Linked DNA regions of Mus musculus: regions 2, 3 and 4 are each linked to region 1. The links are chromatin contacts, called in public targeted proximity ligation maps. All regions are on one chromosome and are shown on one strand. The core of a region is the stretch at or near the end of the contact, and the rest is flanking DNA. Distances in the headings are between cores, read along the strand shown.

Region 1 (4,991 bases), core at 754-3,253:
TGAGTGGAACTTCTAGATCACATGACATTCCATGCTTGGCTTTGTGAGAAACTATCATCCCATTTATGGGAATCCCCCCTTTAAGTCTGCTTCTTCTACGGCCCAAGGCACATGATGGCAGGGAACACGAAGTCAGCAGGGAGTGCTAGCTGTAGCCAAACATTGAATAAAGACATTCCTTCCACATGAGCTTTTATTGAAGACTTACTATGTGTGCCAGGTACCAAGGACACAGATCGGTTAGGTTATCCTCCACGGTAAAGCTGTGGCTTATGGCTGAAGGGGCGCATACTCTGCTGGGGAGAGACTGTAAGATACATGAACACAACCTTATATGTAAGCAGAAACTGAGTTGAAACAGGCCTGGGTTTTTATACAGATGATGGTATTAAGCCAAGTTTGCTTGAGTGGGCCGAGGATTGGGGAGATGAAGAAGCCCCCCAGTTGTGGAGATGCAGATCCTGGATGAGGGCTCAGGGCACTGCAACAGTTTGGATCATCTCTAGAGCTATTTAAGATTTTTGCAAGTTGCTTTCCTTACTGTTGTAGAAAATAAGATTGACTTAAATAAGGTAGGAAAGTTGTTGGGGAAAGATTATAAATTAAATTTCTGTCTGATTTGGAGCCATTATTGGCACCTGAAAGAGGGTGTTTCAGAGGCTTATCTTTAGAACGGTTGTATGACTGACGGGGTTTTTATGAGCAGTTGGGACGGCAGGGAAATGGAACTCTGCATACTACCAATTCTGACTAAATGTCCCCATACTGTCTAACTCCTTGGCATGACACACTTGTGACTCAGACTGAGGTTACAGCAGCAGGAGTTGTTCTTGGAGATACAACATTTTCGTTGGTTGTTTTGAGACAGGATCTTGCTATGTAGCTCAGGCAGATCTCCATCCTCATACCTTTGGTCTCTCCTTGACTGCTGAGGTAACAGACATGTACCACCATGACTGTCTGACATACAGTGAAAAAAATCTGCTCATTTTCCTTTCTACTGTATGCACAGAAGCAAGACAGGGCACGATGAAAATGCCTTCTGATGGCCAAAGCTCAGAGCTCATCCTCTGTCCTCTCCAGTCTTTTTCCTTACACACTAACCTTCTCACCTATAGCAAAAAAATCATGTCATATATATAAATATACATGTATACATATATGCATGTGTATGTACAATATATATTACATATATACATATACACATATAATATATTATATATATGTGTTTTATATATACATTCAAATGGAAATTAGAAAAATAAGTTTTAAGACAAGAGACTAAAAATCGGAAGACTTGACCTTCTAGCTGTCAACAATGCCCTAAAAACCTGAGTTCTTCTCATTCCCTTTCTACGAGATGGCACCTTCTCAAATGAGCTCTTCTTGGAGTCTCAAAATGGCTGTAAGCCCTGACCTGTGTGCTCCCTGTCCACCTCGACAGCATAGGAAAATGTCATCCCAGCATCCCCCATGGAAGTCCTGAGGTCACTCTGCTGATCTCGCTGAGGTCACGTGCTCACCTCTAATCTAGTTGAGGTGGCTAAGCGGTGAAAGCAAAGCCACAGGCCAGGTGGCACGCCTTATGCCTACGGGCAGGAGTCGTTTCTAAAAGCATGTAGCTCTCTGAAATGGCATCAGAGGTCTGCCCTTTACTGATGTATTTCCAAGAGCAGCAAATTGTTTCAGGTCCACTTGCAGGCACACCTAAGCTTATCTCTAGCTAGATAAGCTAGAAAAGTAGTCTAACTTTTCTCAGCCTAAGCATTCCTACTTAAGTCGGAGTATTATCTAGAAACAAGAACCATGTGGAAGAGTCCAGAACTGTGTGGAAGCTTGTGGCCAGAGACACACGATCACAGAGAGGTGGTCAGCGGTAAAGACTCCTTTCCCCTGTAACAGTGATGAGGTGATGTCATGACTTCAACTCTCCAGACATCTGTTGGGAGGTTCCTGTTGCTAAAAGTGGAAGGACTGATTAGAGGACAAATTGCACAGAGCCTCCGCTCATTTCTAACCAAAAGGGAAAGCCAGTTGGTGTCCCAGAAGGTATGGTGACCGTAGGAGGAAGTGACTGAATCATCTCGGAATTTGTAATGGCAGGGAAGAGGAACAAATGGGCATGTTTAGACACACCCATTGGCTTTTCTTCTTTTAATCTGAAATCAGTAAAATGAGTTTGTAGTGTGTTTCTAAAAGGGACCATCACTTACGAAGAACGCGTAGCTTACAATAAAAGGATGCTTACTTTGTAATCATGGCTTATTCTAATGACGGGGATGCAGGGAGTGTCCCTTACAACCACCCAAAGAGAGGAATAGAAAGAACAGAAACAGAATTTTGAAGGAAAAGTGCACAGTCAAGGCTGAGCATGAGACCAGAAGCACAGATTTGTACCAATAAATCATACAGAAAAGCCAGCAGGGAGCAAGTTGATTGAGACTGGAAAAATATTAAAAACTAAGAGACTCTTTCATCTCTACCTTTGTGTGTGTGTGTGTGTGTGTTTATGTGTATGCGTGTATGTGTATTTGTGTGTGTGTGTGTGTGTGTGATTTGTGTATGTCTGTATGTATGTGTGTGGTGTGGTGTGTGTGTGTGTATGTGTATGTGTGTGTGCATGCGCGCAAGCACTCACATGCATGGGTGTGGGTGTATAGATGGGCAAAGTGGGAAATGGCCACTGGACCAGGCAGTTTTAAATCAGACAGGGGAATGTGGAGTTATCCATTTGTTGCTTCACTTGTCCCCTGCCCACTCCCTTTAGAAAAAGGCTTTCCAATGTGGAAAGGCTAGCATTGCAGAGAAAACTATTCCAAAAGAAAAAAATACCCCAGGAAAAACATTAGCCCATCCGGATTCATTTCTGTAACAAAGACAAATAAATGGCATCCCCAGATAATTAAGCAACTACCATGGGATGTGAATGGCCTCTTTCAAAGAGAGCTACATCATGATCCCTGAAACCTGTGACTATGTGACCTCTCATCGTGAGTAGGACTTTACAGATGTGGTTAACTAAAGCTCTTGTGATGGGAAGATCCAACTACCTAAATGGGTCCATTGTAATAACCAATGTTCTTATGAGAAGAAGGTTGGAGGGTCAAAGAAGCAAAAGAGGATGTGGGGAAAGAAACAAAGGTTGGAGTGATGCCTCTGATGGCGGCGATAACCAGCCAGGGAATGTGAACAGCATTTAGAAGCTGGGAAAGGCAAGGGCAGGGATTGTCCTATCAGAGGCTCCAGGAGGAACCAGTCCTGCCAACACCTTCGTTTTAACTCAGTGAAACTGTTGTTGTTTTTGTTTTTTTTTTTTTATTATTTCAATGCTGTACTATAACAAATCTGTGCTGTTTGAAGCCAGAAACTCCATGGAAATATGTTTCAGCAGCAACAGCAAACTAATACAAGCCTGGTGTTTCCGAGCTAGAAAACCACTGTAAGAGGAATGGCACAGAAGAGTGGCAGTGAGCACATCCCAGTATTATCAGGTGGTACAGGATGCACAAGTATGACACTTGTCATTGATAAAAGTTTGAATTTGCTTATTATAGAAGTTGCCTGAAAATACTAGAAAAGAATGTTAATACCAAAAGCAAGCTTATAAAGGAACGCATTCTCTTCAAATAGGGTGATTCTGGTTTTAAAGTTATTAGGTTTATTTTTCAAGGACACATCTGTATCAAACAAACAAACAAACACTCAAAGAAGGTTTGGATAAAATCCCTAAGGATAGTAATTTGCATATAAGAGAAACAAATGTAGACCAAGTCATGAAAGATTTAGGGAGATTTATAGTTGACTGAACAGATGTACCAGAGTGTGTTGTCTACTGGAACAGAGCCATTTAGGAAAAACAAAAGCAAAAGGCAGGCCAGTCTTCTCAGCCACCCTTCATTAGTAATGTGCATGATGCTGTAAGGTACATTGTTACTACATGGCCAGCTCTGCAAAGAACATGGGCAGCTCTGCAAAGAGCATCCTTACTGCATGGGCAGCTCTGTGAAGAACATCGTTATTACATGGGAGGCTCTGTAAAGAATTTCCTTGCTACATTTTGTAGATAAAACAGTTGTTAAAACCATAACTGAAAAGAATTCATACTAAAAAGGATCTTCCTAGATTAGAAAAAGTGAGCAGATGCTAGAAGCGTGACAGGAGGGAGTGACAGTCAGTGCCGGCACAAGGCTTAAAATTTGTGAACTACAGCATAGACAATGTACGGAGACCTGGAATGCCAGCGATTCTTATTTCAGAAAAAAAAATATATGGAGATTTTATTTGATGATGAATGGAATTCAGGAAGAACATGGTCAAATTATAACTTCATTGGGTGGCAATATTAGAAACTGCCTAGATCCACTGCTGCTGGAGGAAGTATCAAGTTTTTCTCAAAACACAAGCAGAATGCAATGTGAGAGGATCTGAAGAAATAGAGAGTATTTCTTATATTTCACCTGAAGTGTGACCCTTGTCTTCTTGACAGCAGAGATTTGTTCTGTTTGAACATTTTTTAACTTACTATTAGTTCTTTGTGAATTTCCCATCATGCACCCCATTTCCACTCATATCCCCATCCCTTAGTATCTGCCCTCTGCCCTTGTAACTACCCCACAAAAGAGAGAAAAATAAGATAGAATCTTTAAAACAATCTTGTCCTAGAAACCATAGCATATCCCAGTGTGTCCCACAGTCTGCCCCTTTGTCCACACTTCTTTGTTTGCAAATGTCCACTAGTCTGTTTTGAGGCCCCTGGCATTTACTACACTATCAGGACTGCATCCTTACAGGGACTCCTCTCGGATATTCCGTTGCTGCCCTGTGTCATGGAGATCCTGCAGCTTTGGTTCTGCAGGATTGGCCCTTCATATTTGCCACCGGGGCCAGCCTGGCTGTGTTACTCAGGCAAGGAGAAGGAATCTGTTCTCCCCACTTTCCTGAATGCAGCCACTGGTGAGGGGCAAGGCTAGCTCTCTTGCTCTCATGACCTG
Region 2 (4,991 bases), core at 1,220-3,719, 450 kb before region 1:
GGGCTGCCTCAGTTTATTAGAATTGCCTCTGCAGGGTCAAAATGTCTCATGGAAGTCTAGAACCTGAATGTGTTGGCGAAGGGTCCAATCTCTTCCTTGACCTCCACCCTCTTTGTAATATTGCAATATTGATGATACTACCGTATTTTATGAGTGTTTATCTCATGAGGCACTTAGAAATAATACCATTCATCCCCCCCGCCCCCCCCCGCCCCGTGTGTGTAAATATTCTCAAATGCCAAAGTATTAAAAGTGTGGCATGCATATACATAGGTTAACTGAGTATATATAGGGCAGGCTGTTTTTCATTAAAACACCACAGGGATCCACGGTCCAGAGGTAGAGACAAAGGATTTCAAGTGTGACATCAGAATGATAACAGCATTGATTACTGAGCAGAGAAATATTTGAAGTAAGTCTTCACTAGCAAAGTGAATGTCACTCAGGATATCTGGATGCCTAGAGCCTTGTACAGTTATTGTTGGCCCTGCTTCAGTTGAGTAAGAACACGACGCTCACTTTGTGAGCTTGGCGCAGGATAAATCAGGACAGGGGTTGCCCCTTCAAAATGTTCCAGCAAGCTCTATATCTGGGTTTCTGAGGCCAGAGAGGAAGACTTTCCCAGCTTTTGCACTTTAGGAAGACTGGCTGAAGGCTTACTGCCCCAAGAGTCCTGCCTGGTAGTGAGGTTTCAGGGAGGAGGCTCTGAAGTCCAGCTGCCTGCCTGCTTACATTTACCACAAGAACCAGACATTTGCTGAAGGACCTAACTGGCAAAAATCTGGTTACCCTCCAGAAGTTCCTACAGGCCAAGCTCAGCCATCATCCCAACCCACCGACTACAGAAGCAAGCAGTGATGTAAAAACAGAGAAAAATCAATTAGTGTCCATTGGGATGGTCGGAAGATAAGGGGGTCCAGTGACCCCAGATTTGTCTTGGTGTGTTGATAGACGCTTTAGGTTCAAACTGAGGATGAAACGCAGCAGGAGGATAGATGTTTGTATAATTTAGCAGTCTTAGTCAAAGGTTGGCCCATCATCACCTCGGCTTCTGAATTCTGAATTCTGAATTATGGCAGTTGTCAGAGGGCCCTGTCTGGTTCTGCTAAGATAGGTGATCTGCTCCAGGGTGTGTGCCTGCCCTCATCTCATGGGTGGTCTACCCTGCCTACCCGGAATCCATGGTGCTGTAGGAGAAGGACCAGGATTTAGTGTTGGAGTTTCAAAGGGGGATGAAGTTAGTTAGGAGCCTCACTTCTCAGACACCTAGGCTGAGACCGTCAGGCAGCGTTCCAGCAGGAGTCTGGCCCAAAGTAAAGGAGACAGGCACAAAGTGCAGGTGGAGGTGCCGCTCATCCTGGGCCTGTTACCTCGTGAGCACAGGTGAGGATGGGCGCTTTGTAGGAAAGCATCTTTTCCATGCCTGGTAGGGTTGCAACCGTGTGTCTGTAGCCTTTTGAGCAATTTCTTTCAGTTGGACATACGCACCTCAGCTTCCTCCATGTCTTTTTATAGTTTCATAATACAACCCCCTTTAAAATTATTATAGTCCATAGTCATGGCATCCGCTGTGCAGGTCCTTTGTGTCATGTAAGTTAGAAGTCAGCATCGGCTAGGTCTAAAGTACAAGACAAGTGAACGGTTATTGCAGGGGAGTACATCGCTTTACTTAAGAGCCATGGGAGACTGCTTCATCTGCAGATCAGCCACGAACGAACGTGTGTATTTATTTCTATGGGGAAGGGTTAGAATAGGTTTGGGGGACACATTGCTCATCATTCAAAATGTGTCTGTCCTTGTATAGGAGTTAATCTAATCTCCACCGAGATTTTATTATCTAAAGTCTACCATGCTGGCCTGGAGAGATGTCTCAGCAGTAAAGGGTGACTGCTATTTTTCCAGAGTTCTGTTTCTAGTCTTCATGTTGGGAGCTTCAGGGGATCTGATGCCCCCTCTGGCCTCAGAGGGCACCTGCACACACTTGGCATCACACACACACACACACACACACACACACACACACACACACACACGACAGGGGCTGGGGGTGGGGAAGGTTTGTTGAAGCTCCTTGGAACAAGGACAGTCTGGTTGGATTGACACTCACCTTGGCAGTTACTGGCCCTAACCAGTTTGCCCTTGCCTCCTTGCTTTTGTTTGCTTTCTTGAGTGTCCGGGTTTCAGCAGGATCTACAGATTCCCTGGCTCAGCCTTAAAACAAAACAACAACAACAAAAAAGATCTTTCAGATTAACTTTCAAAACTCCTCTGTTTGTGTTCTGACCTTAATCTTGTTTCTGGGTTACACTGGTTTGCATTGGTCTGAGGCCCACTTGAGTCTAAGTCACCTGTCTCCCCTGAACCGGTTTTCTATGGTGTTCGCCTGGACATTGAAGAGGAGACTGGAAGGGAGCAGGAGCAAGTAGGCACTGGCCCCACACACCCGGTACCTCCTCTCTGTATAGGAGGCTGTGAGTAACTGAAGATCCCTGGAGAGGCCTGCAGTGCCAAAGTCCAAGGCTCTTTAAATCCCTCAACATCAGAAGAACTGGAGCTGCCTCCAGCCTCTCCACGGGAGAGGAGATTTTGAGGCAAAACAAAGGAGCCTATCTCCACCTTTCCCTGGGCTGCCACAGCTGAGAACAACTGAGGGAGCCCCTGGAAAAGGCCTCAACACAGCCATCTTTGTTTACAAGGTGTTCCTCCCTGGGGCTTCTGAAAAGCAAGTCAGGCCTGCAGCCAGAAGGCAGCACTTTTCTTCCACTTCACTCAGCTAGTCACTCAACAGGTATTTACTGAGCTACAGGCTCCTAGGCAGAGGGCCAGGGGCTGAGGAGGCAAAGATAAGCAAGAAGAGAGAGGGCAATGCTGTTCACCTTGGCAGGTAGTGCATGCAGGTCATAGCAAGGAGACAAGTATTGAGAACAGGGAAAAAAAAAAAGGTTTAAAGGCAAGGTGCGCTTGGTGGGCATATGTGTCAAAAGAAGCAAACATTTTCTCCTTTAGAATTTCACAGGATGCTGTTGTTATAAACTCAAAATGTGACCTGTAGGTGACCCTGCTGTCAGAATGGCAGTACTCCCTGTTAAGAAGAAAAATTAGGAGGTCACCTGTTTTCAGTTCTTTCTCTAACCCTTTATTTCCCTCCTGCCTCCCACCCCAAATAAAAACAAGAAACACTAGAATTTATTTATATCTATTGATGTTGTAGGTCTAGATGGAAAAAACAAAAGTAAATGTCCCACTGCTCTTTTTTTTTTTTTTTTTTTTTAAGGCAAGGTGTGACTTTATTCAAGAGGGTCTGTAGTGAGGGAGAGAGGTCAGATTCAGCCCAACGACAGAGATTTCTAGTAGGGTGTGTGGTGGTAGTGTCCTGTTGCCGGGGTTAGAACCCAAAACTTGGTGCACGCTGGGCAAGTCTGCTCCTATGGAGCCACATTCCCAGCCTTCGGGTAATTCTTGATTTATCAATTCAATCAAATGATTGCAGAAGGCAGGTCAAAGTGAGAAGATGGAAGGCAGGCAGAGAATGAGGTATTGGTCAGACCGGAAGGGTGCAGTTTTCTTACTAAAATTGGACTAAGTACATCAGGGTAGAGTCTGAGCATCCAACAAGGAAACTTGAGAGGGCCAGGGGATTAAGAGGTTGCTCCAAGAGAGAATCTGCAGTCTGTGTCCTTTTCAGAGTAGGAAGCTCTGCCACCCACGCCTTGCCTCAGGCTTATGGTTTTTGAGTAGGGAGCTCCTCTTATCCCAGTAGCTGGCAAGCTCTCTTGTGTTTTGCCTTAACTAAAAGGCAAGAGGCAAACATTCAGGATGAATCATCGTCCTGCTCTTGCCAAGTGGCTGGAGGCCCCAGGTCTGCAGAGGCTTTTCCAGTGCCTGTTAGATACTGTGTGTGGATTCTAACCCAAAAAGAGGAATTCACAGTGGACTTGGGGGTGGGAGGACAAGAGGGAGAGAGGGGGCAGGGCACAAGAGACTTCCAAGCAAGGAGAATTGTCTTGTGAGCTGCTTTGCCTGTGTGCCTCAAGCCTGCTTGCAGAAGGTGAGCAGGTTTTTAACAGTGAACCTAAGAAGGGAGCTAGAGGCATCTAATCGGGAAGGCTGCTGCTTTATTTTGTAGCTCAGGAGCCCAAATATTCAATGAAAGAAATGTACTTGCTTGAGGTTACATAATTGCCAAGTGGTAGAACCGTAGTATCTATCTATTTTCTGCCTCAGTCATGAGCGATTGCTTGTTTCTCCAAGGACACTGATGGGTGGAACCTGGGAGGGAAGGAGAGTACTCAGAGACTCACGTGGAGTGGGAACACCAACCCCATGACATCACTTCTCTTTAAAACTTTTTTACATCTATATACATAATTACTTATGTATTTATTTCTTGTGTGTGCATGTGTATGGACACATTGCCGTGTATTTGTAGAGGTCAGAGATTACCCTGCAGAGGTTGACTTTCTCCTTCCACTGTGTGGGTCCCAGAGATTCGACTCAGGTCATCAGGCTTAGCAGCAAGCGCCTTGCGCAGGTGAGCCCTCTCGCTGGCCCAGCGTCTGTTTTAAAAAGAGTCACGATGACACCAAAGATGGATTGCCAGTCTGTAATCCCAGCATTTACAAAATGGAGATGAGTCATGAGTTCGGGCCAGTCTGAATTATGTAACAAGGCCCTGTCTACAAACAAACAAACGAAGTCTGACTTTATTATGTTTTTTAGAACTATATTATTATTATTACTACTACTATTACTATTATTATTATTAATTGCATTGGCTGGCGTTTCTTTTTTTATTTTTTATTAGATATTTTCTTCATTTACATTTCAAATGCTATCCCCTTTCCTAGTGTCCTCTCCGAAAATCCCCTATCCCCTTCCCCCTCCTCCTGCTCCCCAACCCACTCACTCCAGCTTCCTGGTCCTGACATTCCCTATACGGGCATAGGGCATAGAATCTTTGCAAGACCAAGGGCCCCTCCTCCCATTGATGG
Region 3 (4,991 bases), core at 914-3,413, 280 kb before region 1:
CTGTTCTGTGTGGAACATTTCCTGACGCCTACTCTAGAGTATCAGGGAAGAGGGATTCCCAGCCCTGAGAAACAGCAGGAAGGCACTTCACTGGAAGGCCTTCCCCTGACATCATGGTCTCAAAGGCCCACGGGTCTCTGAAAAGCTTGGTCCTAGCTACAAAACTGCTTCTTCTTGTCTTGCCAAAATCGGGGCTAGGAGCCAACACTAAGGCCCTCCAGTTTCCCCTGAGAATGGTCTGGTTAGTGAGACCATTATAATAAAAGGGTAATTATCCTCTAATCCAAAACAAAGCCTGACATCAATTTTACCCACATTGGCATTGCCAGTGTTGAGTCAGGTGAGGAGCAGGTGGAAAGGATGTGATAAGGAGGTGGGTGGTACCCAGCCTGACAGTGGGGCAGGGGAGGGGGCTGGGCTCTGGAGATTATAAGGAAGTCCACAGTCATCTCTTCCTTGTGTATCTGGCAGGAAAGCAGTTGGGGAGGGTTGGGGGATCAGAAAGCTGCAGCAGGGGCCTGCCTCAGTCTCTCAAACCCAGGGCCTTCATCCGCAGGGAAATTAGAGTAAGCAGGCCTGGCCAGTCTGGCAGCTCTAGCAGCTATACAGGCAAATAGTAGCCAGGCCCAGCAGCCTGGGCTGAACAGAGCACAGGCAGTGAGAGAGCCAGTGCTGAGATGGGACTGGACGGGGCTGACTTCAAAGGCCTTGAGACAGTAGAGCCACCCGCTCGGCCATCCAATCATTGTGATGTGAGGGGTTTTTTAAATAGTTAGCCTCCTATTTAATGCATTATGTAAGATTATGGGAATTAAACACAGCACGTTAACCCCACTTGGTACCTTGTCGTCTAGTATTTCAGTATTTGAATGCTACGGAAGCTTTTCCTGAAGGCAATGCCATAGCTGTTAGGTTTCTGCCCCATCTCTGCTTCCCAGGGATCTGACACAGCACTTCCTGATGCTGCTGATATCACCTTACCGGGAGAAAATCTGTCCTTGCTGGTCCCTGGCTCTCCTCTTATTCTCTGACCTTTCCTTTGCCCTTCCCTGACTTTTGGACCATGGCTGCTTTCCATGTTCCTGGCCATCTTGCACTCAACTCACCCCACGCTGCCTACGTGTGCCCTGTTTCTTCTCAGTCTGCCGTCTCGTCCTGCTTCCTCGTGTGAGTGAGAGACCTAAGTATCCCACATGTCCACAACATACCTCAAACTCAGTCAGTGCAACAGGCAGGCAGCTGCTCTGCTGACCAACTGGAGTTATACCAAGCATCCTTCATTCCCAGAGGAAAAGCCAATGAAAACCAAATAGAATTGAGGCTGACTGCCCAGATATAGCGTTTGATAGCTTAGGTTTAAGTTTTGGTCCCACTCCTTATCAACTGTGGGATCATGGGCATGTTCATTGTCCTCTTAGTGCCCCACTGTTCACATCTGTAAAATGGACATAATAATAATAAGTTCATAGAAAGTCCATAACTTAGACAAAGCCTGTTAGATCATTGTTAAAATTCTTCTCCGTGAACATAATAGGAACAATATGTGTGAATAAGTCCCAGCAGGCAAATCTTTTATGATCATTAATCTGCCTTCTACCAGTGAATAAGCCATGGCATTTGGCAAAAGTGAAATAATTAATTGAAACCCAATGGTGGCTATGATTAGCAACAAAGAATGTTTTATTATCCCACACAAGCCTGATGACCACGGTAGATATTGTCCCTTGTCCCATCAAAACTGAGTGGTCTTAAAGATCATCTGATAGACTGGCAACCAAACACCTGAAACTTTAGGGGAACTTTTAAAAAAACACACATCCCCAGGCCCTCCACTCAGACTGTGTCTCGGTTGGTCTGGGATGTGTCCAAAGAATCTCGAATAACATATGCGTGTTAGATTCAATAATTCAATCCATTTTTCTTCTTGTCAAAGATGATGCACCATAGACGCAACAGAATTAGCCTGTGTGCCACAGATCTCAGCAAGAGGCAAGGGAGAGCTCACGTGCCATACATATCTCCATCACGCAAGTGAAGCAAAGGCATAAATGTGGCACCATGGGCTGCATGCCTGGGGGTGACAAAGAATGAGCGTCTATGTGTGGTTCACAGCTAGGTTTCATGAGGTCTGCATTTGCAGAGGCAAATGCTACTGCAAGATGCCTCTTACCCTGTGAGGTCACTTGGTAAGAAGCATTCTCAGGCCAGGAGAATACAAAGCCTACTTTATGCTTTTTCACTTTGAGAAGCCTCTGAATGTATTCTTGCAATGTATTCTTCCATGTGCCCAAGAACAACTAGTCTAAATTCCTGCCATGCTAAAGATCTCTCCTAGAAGTGTCACAACAGGAGACAATATTTCCCAACCCCAAGAGCCTTCTAATGTTTGGAAAGCAGCTCATTGTCCACGCTGGTTTTGGCAATCACAGTCCCTAGAAACAGCACTGTTGCCTTTGTGACCAGCACAAGCAGCCACAGACTGAACAGTGACCTCATGGCTTAAATGTCCACTCCCTTGGCAAAGGTACAGTTCCTGCTACAAAGATAAGACCCAGGCTTTATCACAATGGGGCAATAGCAGACATGGCCTTTGTCTCAAATAGCCAAACTCTAATGGAAAAGTCTGGAAAATTGCACATTCAAGAATGGCTTGGAGGGACTCATAAAAAAAAAAAAACCCTATGTTAGTAAGCTATTAATATTATTACGTTTCAAATGTGCTTTTTAAGGGACACTTAGACTTCACTGTGTACCCATTTTCTCTGGTTTTCTGTGACCCACACTGGCCAGAGGCTATAGTGAAATAGATGGCACAGGGTGATCTTATAATTTACAGGGGGCCTAATTTTCCTTGTCCCCAGATGTCTCCTAGGAATACATCTGCTTAAAGCTTAAGTCCTGTGGAAGACAGGCAGGTTCTGCCTTCTTTCATTTTCCTCTCAAAAGCTGTCTGATCAATGGTGTCAGAGAGCAAGCTTGAAGTCACGGAGGGAGGGATGTACCCTCAGTTGGGCCATCTCCACCCTTTGTGTTTCCAGTGTGAACTACTTGGGCTCTGTGCTTTGAAACCAGCTTCTTAAGTAGCTCACTAAGCTCCCGAATTGCTGCTCTGGCCAAGGAACTTCTCTTCTTCAGCTTCTTGGAGACCACAGCTGCAACAATAAGCTTATAGCTGGGGACTTCCTTAAGAGAGTCTGTCATATGTAGTTTTCTTGTCCTGGCCTTTGGACCGCTTCTTTTTAGCCCTGTCCCTAGACTTGTTTAATGGGTCTTTGTCTTTCTTGACCAACTAATAATATGGAACACTGCATGAAAGCACACATTCTCCATGGAAGTCAGCCAGGGAGGTGTGGTCTTGAAATACAGATTCCTCCGTCTAAAACAGGACTGTCTGGTACAGGCTTTGTGGGATCACAGGAACCTGTATTCTAACAAGCTCATGGTTAGCCTTTTTCTTTTATCAAAATAGATTCTTTTCTCATCTCTCCTGACTGTAGTTTGCCCTTCCTCTACTCCTCCCAGTTCCTTTCCCTCCCATGCCTTCTGGATCCACTCCCTTTCTATCTCTCATTAGAAGAGAATAGGCTTGTAAGAGATAACAACCAAATGGCAAATAAAATATAATGAGGTAAAGCAAAACCCATCACACAAAGTCCAGACCAGCCAACAGAACAGGTGGAAAAGATCAGGAACAAGACAAAGCTGTCCGCTCTCTCCATACCTATTCCATATAGGACTTGATCTTAGCTGGAGTAATAAGACAGCTAAAGGAGATCAAGTGGATACAAATTGGAAAGGAAGAAATCAAAGCGTCTTTACCTGTAGGTGATATGATGGTATACATGAGTGTCCCTAAACATCCCACTAGGGAATACCTACATCTGACAAACACTTCTAGCCAAGTGGCTGGATACAAAAATTAACTCATAAAAATGTTAGTCTTAATATTGGGGAACACAGCCGGGCATTGGTGGCGTACACCTTTAATCCCAGCACTTGGGAGGCAGGGGCAAGTGGATTTCTGAGTTCGAGGCCAGCCTGGTCTACAGAGTGAGTTCCAGGACAGCCAGGGCTACACAGAGAAACCCTGTCTCGAAAAACAAACAAACAAACAAAAAACCAAAACAACAAACAAACAAACAAAAAAAATTGGGGAACACAGTTCAAACCCTTTATAAGGTTTGAAGGGAACTGGTAAGCAATTTTGTTGTGTTAGATTGTGCCCGTGAGTAGGTCTTTGATGTCTGATTTTTGTTGGCACCTCTTACGAGGGGTGTCTTCAGATCTCTTGTCATCTCTGTCATGTGGATACACACAGGGTAGGGATGGGTGCCTTTTTAGAGGTATAAAGCAACATAAATATAAAATGTAAATTATCATAATCCTCTTGCTCATACATAACCTGTATTTAGGATATATTGGCAAAGTGCTTCTGAAAGATTCTAGATAGGAAATGCCTGAAAGTTCCCAGAGGACCAGAGTGGAATTAATGCCCAGCCTGAGCCAGCTTTCAATGAAAATCAACATTTTCTAAATTTAATAAAGAGCAGCGTGAATTTATAAACCTGCGAGCATTACAATGGGTGCCCAGAATGCATCAGATCAGCACAAGATGCGCCTGGGACCCAAGCCCCACCAGGCTTCTTCCACAGCCATGGTGTTTGCCTGTACTCTGCCATGCCATCGCCTCAGATCAGAGCAGGGCCAGGATGCAAAAACACACTAGAGCTGGAAACAATGTTTCTACTCCCAACAATTACTTTAATTCTTAGTAATTATTCTGAAAGTGCTACTAAAAGAAGATTTTCTGCAAGAACAAGGAGATCCAGCTGAGGTCCTGCCCCTGTCCCCGCTGTGACCCACAGATCCTAGGTGAAGACGCCCAGTCCATTACCAAGACCTGGTTCATGCTTTCACCTAACTAGACCTGCTTCATCTGAAGACTTAAACTGTTCTGAGTTTTAGAAGGCAATCTGTTAACGTTAAATTCA
Region 4 (4,991 bases), core at 725-3,224, 270 kb after region 1:
AATAAAATTAAAATAGTTTCTTTGAGAATGTTAACTAATCTGTAACCACTCTTGTATATCTTTGTGTTTGTGCACGTGTGGGTGCTGACATACATGTGCCACAGTGTGTATGTAGAGGTGAGAAAACATTAGGAGTCTGCCCTCACCTTTTACCTTGTTCAAGACAAGGTGTCTTTTGTGGTTGGCCATTGTATATGCTAAACTGGCTAGCCCATGAACTTGAAGGTTCTTGTGTCTCTGCCTCAGTAGGAACACTGGGATTACAGAAATGCAGGTTTTACATGGGTTCTGGGCTTCTGTCTTGGTTAGATTTCTGTTGTTGTGATAAAGGCCATGACCAAAAGCAAGTTGGGGAATAAAAGGTTTATTATCATTGGGGAGTGAAAGGCCAATACATCACTGAAGCGTCAGGGCAGGATTCAAGACAAGAACCTAAGGGCAGGAACTGAAGCAACCCCATGATGGGCCCTGCTTACTGGCCCGTTCCTCATGGTTTTCTCAGCCTGTAAGATTTCTTATAAATCCCAGAATCACCTGTGCAGGGATGGTGCTGCCCCTCACCTGTGCCCTCCCACATCAGTCGTGCATCAAGGCAAGCAGTACACACTCGTTGTTAGTCCCTGGTAACAAGAAGTCCCTTTGTGTCAAGATGACAAAAACTAATCAGCACAGGCTCTAACTCGGGTCCTCACACTTGCCTGGCAGTGCTTTACCCTCGGAGCCATCGCCCAGCCACTTGTATACTTTTTTTTTTTTTTTATATGGCTATACGCTTTTATTTCTCTTGGGGAATTTTCTAAAGGTGCATTTATCTTAGATTATATTTTCTAAGACATTTGATAATTTATTATAATAGTAATTGATAAAGCATGGCTTGGGATTCTTTCTAAAAGTCTTTCATTATAAATAATTTGAAAAACTCTTCTGGAGTAGTCTTAGGGGTTAGATTTAGTTATTTATAGGAACTGTTTTTACCTTGTGGGATAAGAAGACTACGTGTGTGGTGAGTTTAAAGTACAACAAAAGGAAGTACTCTAATTTGAAATATTTTCTTACAGAGTGTGGGGCAAGGACTTAATAGAGAAAGACAGCCAGAAGGCTTGGCTGTGGTGAAATGAGAGGATCTACATAAAAATTCAAATATGTTAGTGGTAAAAGTTTTGACTGCCATTTTTGTGATAACTGTAAATTTAAAATGAGACCAGCTTTTCAGGATGCCTTACATTATTTCTTTTCTTTTCTTTCTTTCTTTCTTTATTTTTTTTTTTTGTTTTTTTGTTTTTTTGTTTTTTGTTTTTTTGTTTTTCGAGACAGGGTTTCTCTGTGTAGCCCTGGCTGTCCTGGAACTCACTTTGTAGACCAGGCTGGCCTCAAACTCAGAAATCAGCCTGCCTCTGCCTCCCAAGTGCTGGGATTAAAGCCACCACGCCTGGCAGCCTTACATTATTTCAGTTGTTTAGATATAGCAGAAATATGGCTAGAATTAAGGTTATTTTTCAACATGTCATGAGTTAAGGATCGATGGGTCTTAGCAAGGGAGTGAATGACTGGCAGGTTATGGAACACAGTTGGCTAAAGAAATAAAGGAAAAGATGGATTGAGATGATAGAAAGTAGGTCAGTAGACTACAACATCCTGTGGATTTTTTAAGGAATGGGTTAGGAATACAAGGCTGAACATGATGGAAAGAAGGAAGTAATTACCAAGGAATAGGTTTGCAGAAATACAGTTTCAGAAGCTGTGTGATTTTTGGTGATTTACATTGTCTAGAGTAAAAGGAAAATACCTTGGAAGTTAAGAAAAGAAACACAGGAACCAAAAAGATTACTTTCTGTGTTTGGGTTGAAATCACATGACCATAGGCATAATGATGGATTAGAGAAGAGAGTGATTCTGGTGCCAGAGTCATCAGTGTGTAAGTGAGGGAGGACTTTTAGGGAACTAGTTAATTCACAACAGGATATGATGGTAGCAAAGTCTGATCACATGGTATTAAAAGAATCTGAAACAGTGCATTAAAAGAGGAAGGACTCATTGCCATGAGGGGGCCTCTGCCCTTGGCTCTAAACCTGAAATAAAGGTTTATGCCAGTCATTACTGGAGAGAGCTCAGTACAGAAGTATCTTTCAGAAATACCCACGTTTCGGCTAGAGTAACAAAGTACATTCAGAGAGATTGAGCAACACAAGAATGGGATCTAACAAAACCTGAAGAGGTGAGGTTATAAATGTGCTGAAGTTCAGCATCAGCACCAGTCATGGTGGGACTGATGTGGTTATTGATGCTATTGATAGTTTGCTGGATGAGGAACGCAGACGTTTTACAGTTGAGAAAACATACCCAGGAACTGAGGCATCATTGATGCATTTCCTTTTCTTATGGCCCAAGGTAAAGACCATCTTTTGGTAAACTTTTTTGCTAGTCTACTGGATTTTCTTTATTTTCTTTTCTTTTTCGTAATAGCACAATGTTGGAAGTACAAAATACATGTATGATCAGTTTCTGTGGACTTGGGCTTTTTCATGTGTTTGGTGGTAGCTTGTTCTTACACTATGACATGCTCACTTATTCTCCCGATGGCTTAGATTTTGTTTGTTAATGGGAACATTGATTTCTTGTCTATTTTTTTTAATTTTCTCTCTCTCTCTCTCTCTCTCTCTCTCTCTCTCTTTCTCTCTCTCTCTCTGTATACGTAAAAACTCTTGTTTTCTTTTATTTCTCTGTGTTTGATATAGAAGACAGGATTTGGCATATGTTTAATTTCTTGATAGTGCCAAATTTAAATTTTCAGAAAGAAATTTCTAACAATAAGGAATTAAAATGTGGTGCTTCCATATGACAAAATATGATACCAGTGTAAAAGTTTTATTTTGCAGAATATATGGGGAGGGTAGTAAAAATGTCAGTGAAGCTTGAGTGGTCCCACTTAATACAAATGTTTTATAAATAAGATAGAAGTAGGCATTGAAGAAGTATAAAGCTTAAAGACATTCCTTTATAAATTATTTTTATTTGTTCTAAGTATGTATTTTCCATATTCCTTAACATTAATTTATTATAACTTTTATGATGGAGAAGAGGAGGAAATAAATAAAACTCAGAAATAAAACCGGTTAGCAGCATATGAAGTGTGCTTCCTTAATTTAACTCAGTGCAGCATTGTAGTTACAAAAGCAAGTTAGATGTACTATATATTTGTATGTAGCCTTTTTGTAGACTTATTTTTTAATGTGTATGGGTTTTGTTTTGTTTTTTGCCTTTGTATGTCTGTACACCATGATTGTTCCTAATAGTCTCAGAAACTAGAAGCGTGCCCTGAATCCTCCTGAAACTGTTACAGATGCTTGTGAGCTGCCATGTGGGTGCTAGAAATCAAATCCAGGTCCTTCAGAAATGCTCTTAACCACTGAGTCATTCCTGCAGCCCCCTATTTGTGTTGTCTTAAAGAAAATAGTGTTTTTGATAAATTATGATTTTGATTAAATTCTGTTGACAACAGGTGGCCAGCCAATATATTTTATTTTAAAAATAATTTATTTGGATTAAAAGTCAAAAGTTTAAATATAAAGATTCAGTGTTAACTTGAAGTGTTGGTAGAAAATCATTTTGTTGAAAGAAATTTGTTTGGGTTTAAATTTTGGTCGTATGTGTGGTATGTACTTACTGTAAATATTTTACATCTGACTTTGCCTTACATGTTTTCATTCACCCAACATTTTAGTAAGTACTAACCATATGTTAAGTGGCTGTTAAGTGCTTTTGATATACTTGGGGACAAATCAATTACTTGTGGTTGACTGGGTAGGAGTCTGCTAATGCAGCTCTTAAAGAGAGGAGTGAGTGCTCGTGGGATGCGCGTGTGCGTGTGTGTGGGGGTGTGGGTGTGTGTGTGTGTGCGCGCGCGTGCGCACATGTAAGGTTCTGATGTGTTTGAAGATTCTTAGACCCAGCCCCAGGTTTCTTTCTTTTTTTTTTTAATTGACATTTTTATTTTATTTTATTTTCTATTAGATATTTTCTTTATTTACATTTCAAATGCTATCCCAAAAGTCCCCTATATCCTCCCCTCGCCCTGCTCCCCTACCCACCCACTCCCACTTCTTGGCCCTGGTGTTCCCCTGTACTGGGGCATATAAAGTTTGCAAGACCAAGGGGCCTCTTTTCCCAATGATGGCCGAGTAGGCCATCTTCTGCTACATATGCAGCTAGAGACATGAGCTCCGGGGTACTGGTTAGTTCATATTGTTGTTCCACCTATAGGGTTGCAGATCCCCTCAGCTCCTTGGGTAATTTCTCTAGCTCCTCCATTGGGGGCCCTGTGTTCCATCCAATAGCTGACTGTGAGCATCCACTTCTGTGTTTGCCAGGCACTGGCATAGCCTCACAAGAGACAGCTACATCAGGGCTCTTTCATCAAAATCTTGCTGGCATATGCAATAGTGTCTGCGTTTGGTGGCTGATTATGGGATGGACCCCTGGGTGGCAGTCCCAGGTTTCTGTGTGCTAGATTAGTCAGCTCTTCCAGTGAGCGCCATGCCCTTGTCCTAGGCAATATAAACAATAGTTCTGCAAAACCCAAATAGACTAGAAGGAAACCGTCTCAGATGCTAACGTACTTTTGCTTTTTAGATTAAGGAACTTCAGCAGGCATTAACAGTCAAGCAGAATGAAGAGCTGGACCGGCAGAAGAGAATAAGTAACACCCGCAAGATGATAGAGGATCTGCAGAGTGAGCTCAAGACTGCGGAAAACTGCGAGAACCTTCAGCCTCAGATCGACACCGTCACAAATGATCTGAGGCGTGTGCAGGAGGAGAAAGCCTTATGTGAAGGCGAGATCATTGATAAACAGCGAGAAAAGGAAATGCTGGAGAAGCAGAGACGGAGTAAGTTTCCGGGGGGCAAAGAATCGTTTATGAAATGGGGACTTGCTTATTTTTCCTGACTTTCACCCCCCTCATACTGATTTGCCTTTGATCCATTTTAATCTGT

The links.
Region 2: a contact with region 1 is called in a targeted proximity ligation map of extraembryonic endoderm stem cells. A contact is called at or near these places in 9 of 484 Hi-C or Micro-C datasets (the N1E-115 cell line, cerebellar granule neurons, cerebellum and 5 more), 4 of 130 datasets of targeted methods (astrocytes, embryonic stem cells and extraembryonic endoderm stem cells) and 1 of 9 other capture datasets (embryonic stem cells).
Region 3: a contact with region 1 is called in a targeted proximity ligation map of extraembryonic endoderm stem cells. A contact is called at or near these places in 3 of 130 datasets of targeted methods (differentiating embryonic stem cells, extraembryonic endoderm stem cells and pancreatic cancer cells) and 1 of 9 other capture datasets (embryonic stem cells).
Region 4: a targeted proximity ligation map of bone marrow-derived macrophages shows a contact between it and region 1, with 4 times the contacts expected there. A contact is called at or near these places in 25 of 484 Hi-C or Micro-C datasets (B cells, the C2C12 cell line, CD4 T cells and 15 more), 8 of 130 datasets of targeted methods (the NIH/3T3 cell line, astrocytes, bone marrow-derived dendritic cells and 5 more) and 1 of 9 other capture datasets (embryonic stem cells).

The regions. Positions count from the first base shown.
Region 1 is chr19:23,517,828-23,522,818 of GRCm38.p6, reverse strand. Gm34012 (a long non-coding RNA gene) reads right to left here. Exons shown (of 3, transcript XR_386614.2): 2 at 209-307. Among named protein-coding and RNA genes, the nearest start is that of Gm34012, 24 kb to the right of the region's middle.
Region 2 is chr19:23,966,134-23,971,124 of GRCm38.p6, reverse strand. No RefSeq gene overlaps it. Among named protein-coding and RNA genes, the nearest start is that of Gm34076, 51 kb to the right of the region's middle.
Region 3 is chr19:23,798,828-23,803,818 of GRCm38.p6, reverse strand. All of the region lies in intron 1 of Apba1 (amyloid beta (A4) precursor protein binding, family A, member 1), which reads right to left. Among named protein-coding and RNA genes, the nearest start is that of Apba1, 42 kb to the right of the region's middle.
Region 4 is chr19:23,243,749-23,248,739 of GRCm38.p6, reverse strand. Smc5 (structural maintenance of chromosomes 5) reads left to right here. Exons shown (of 25, transcript NM_001252684.1): 9 at 4,630-4,885. Among named protein-coding and RNA genes, the nearest start is that of Smc5, 28 kb to the left of the region's middle.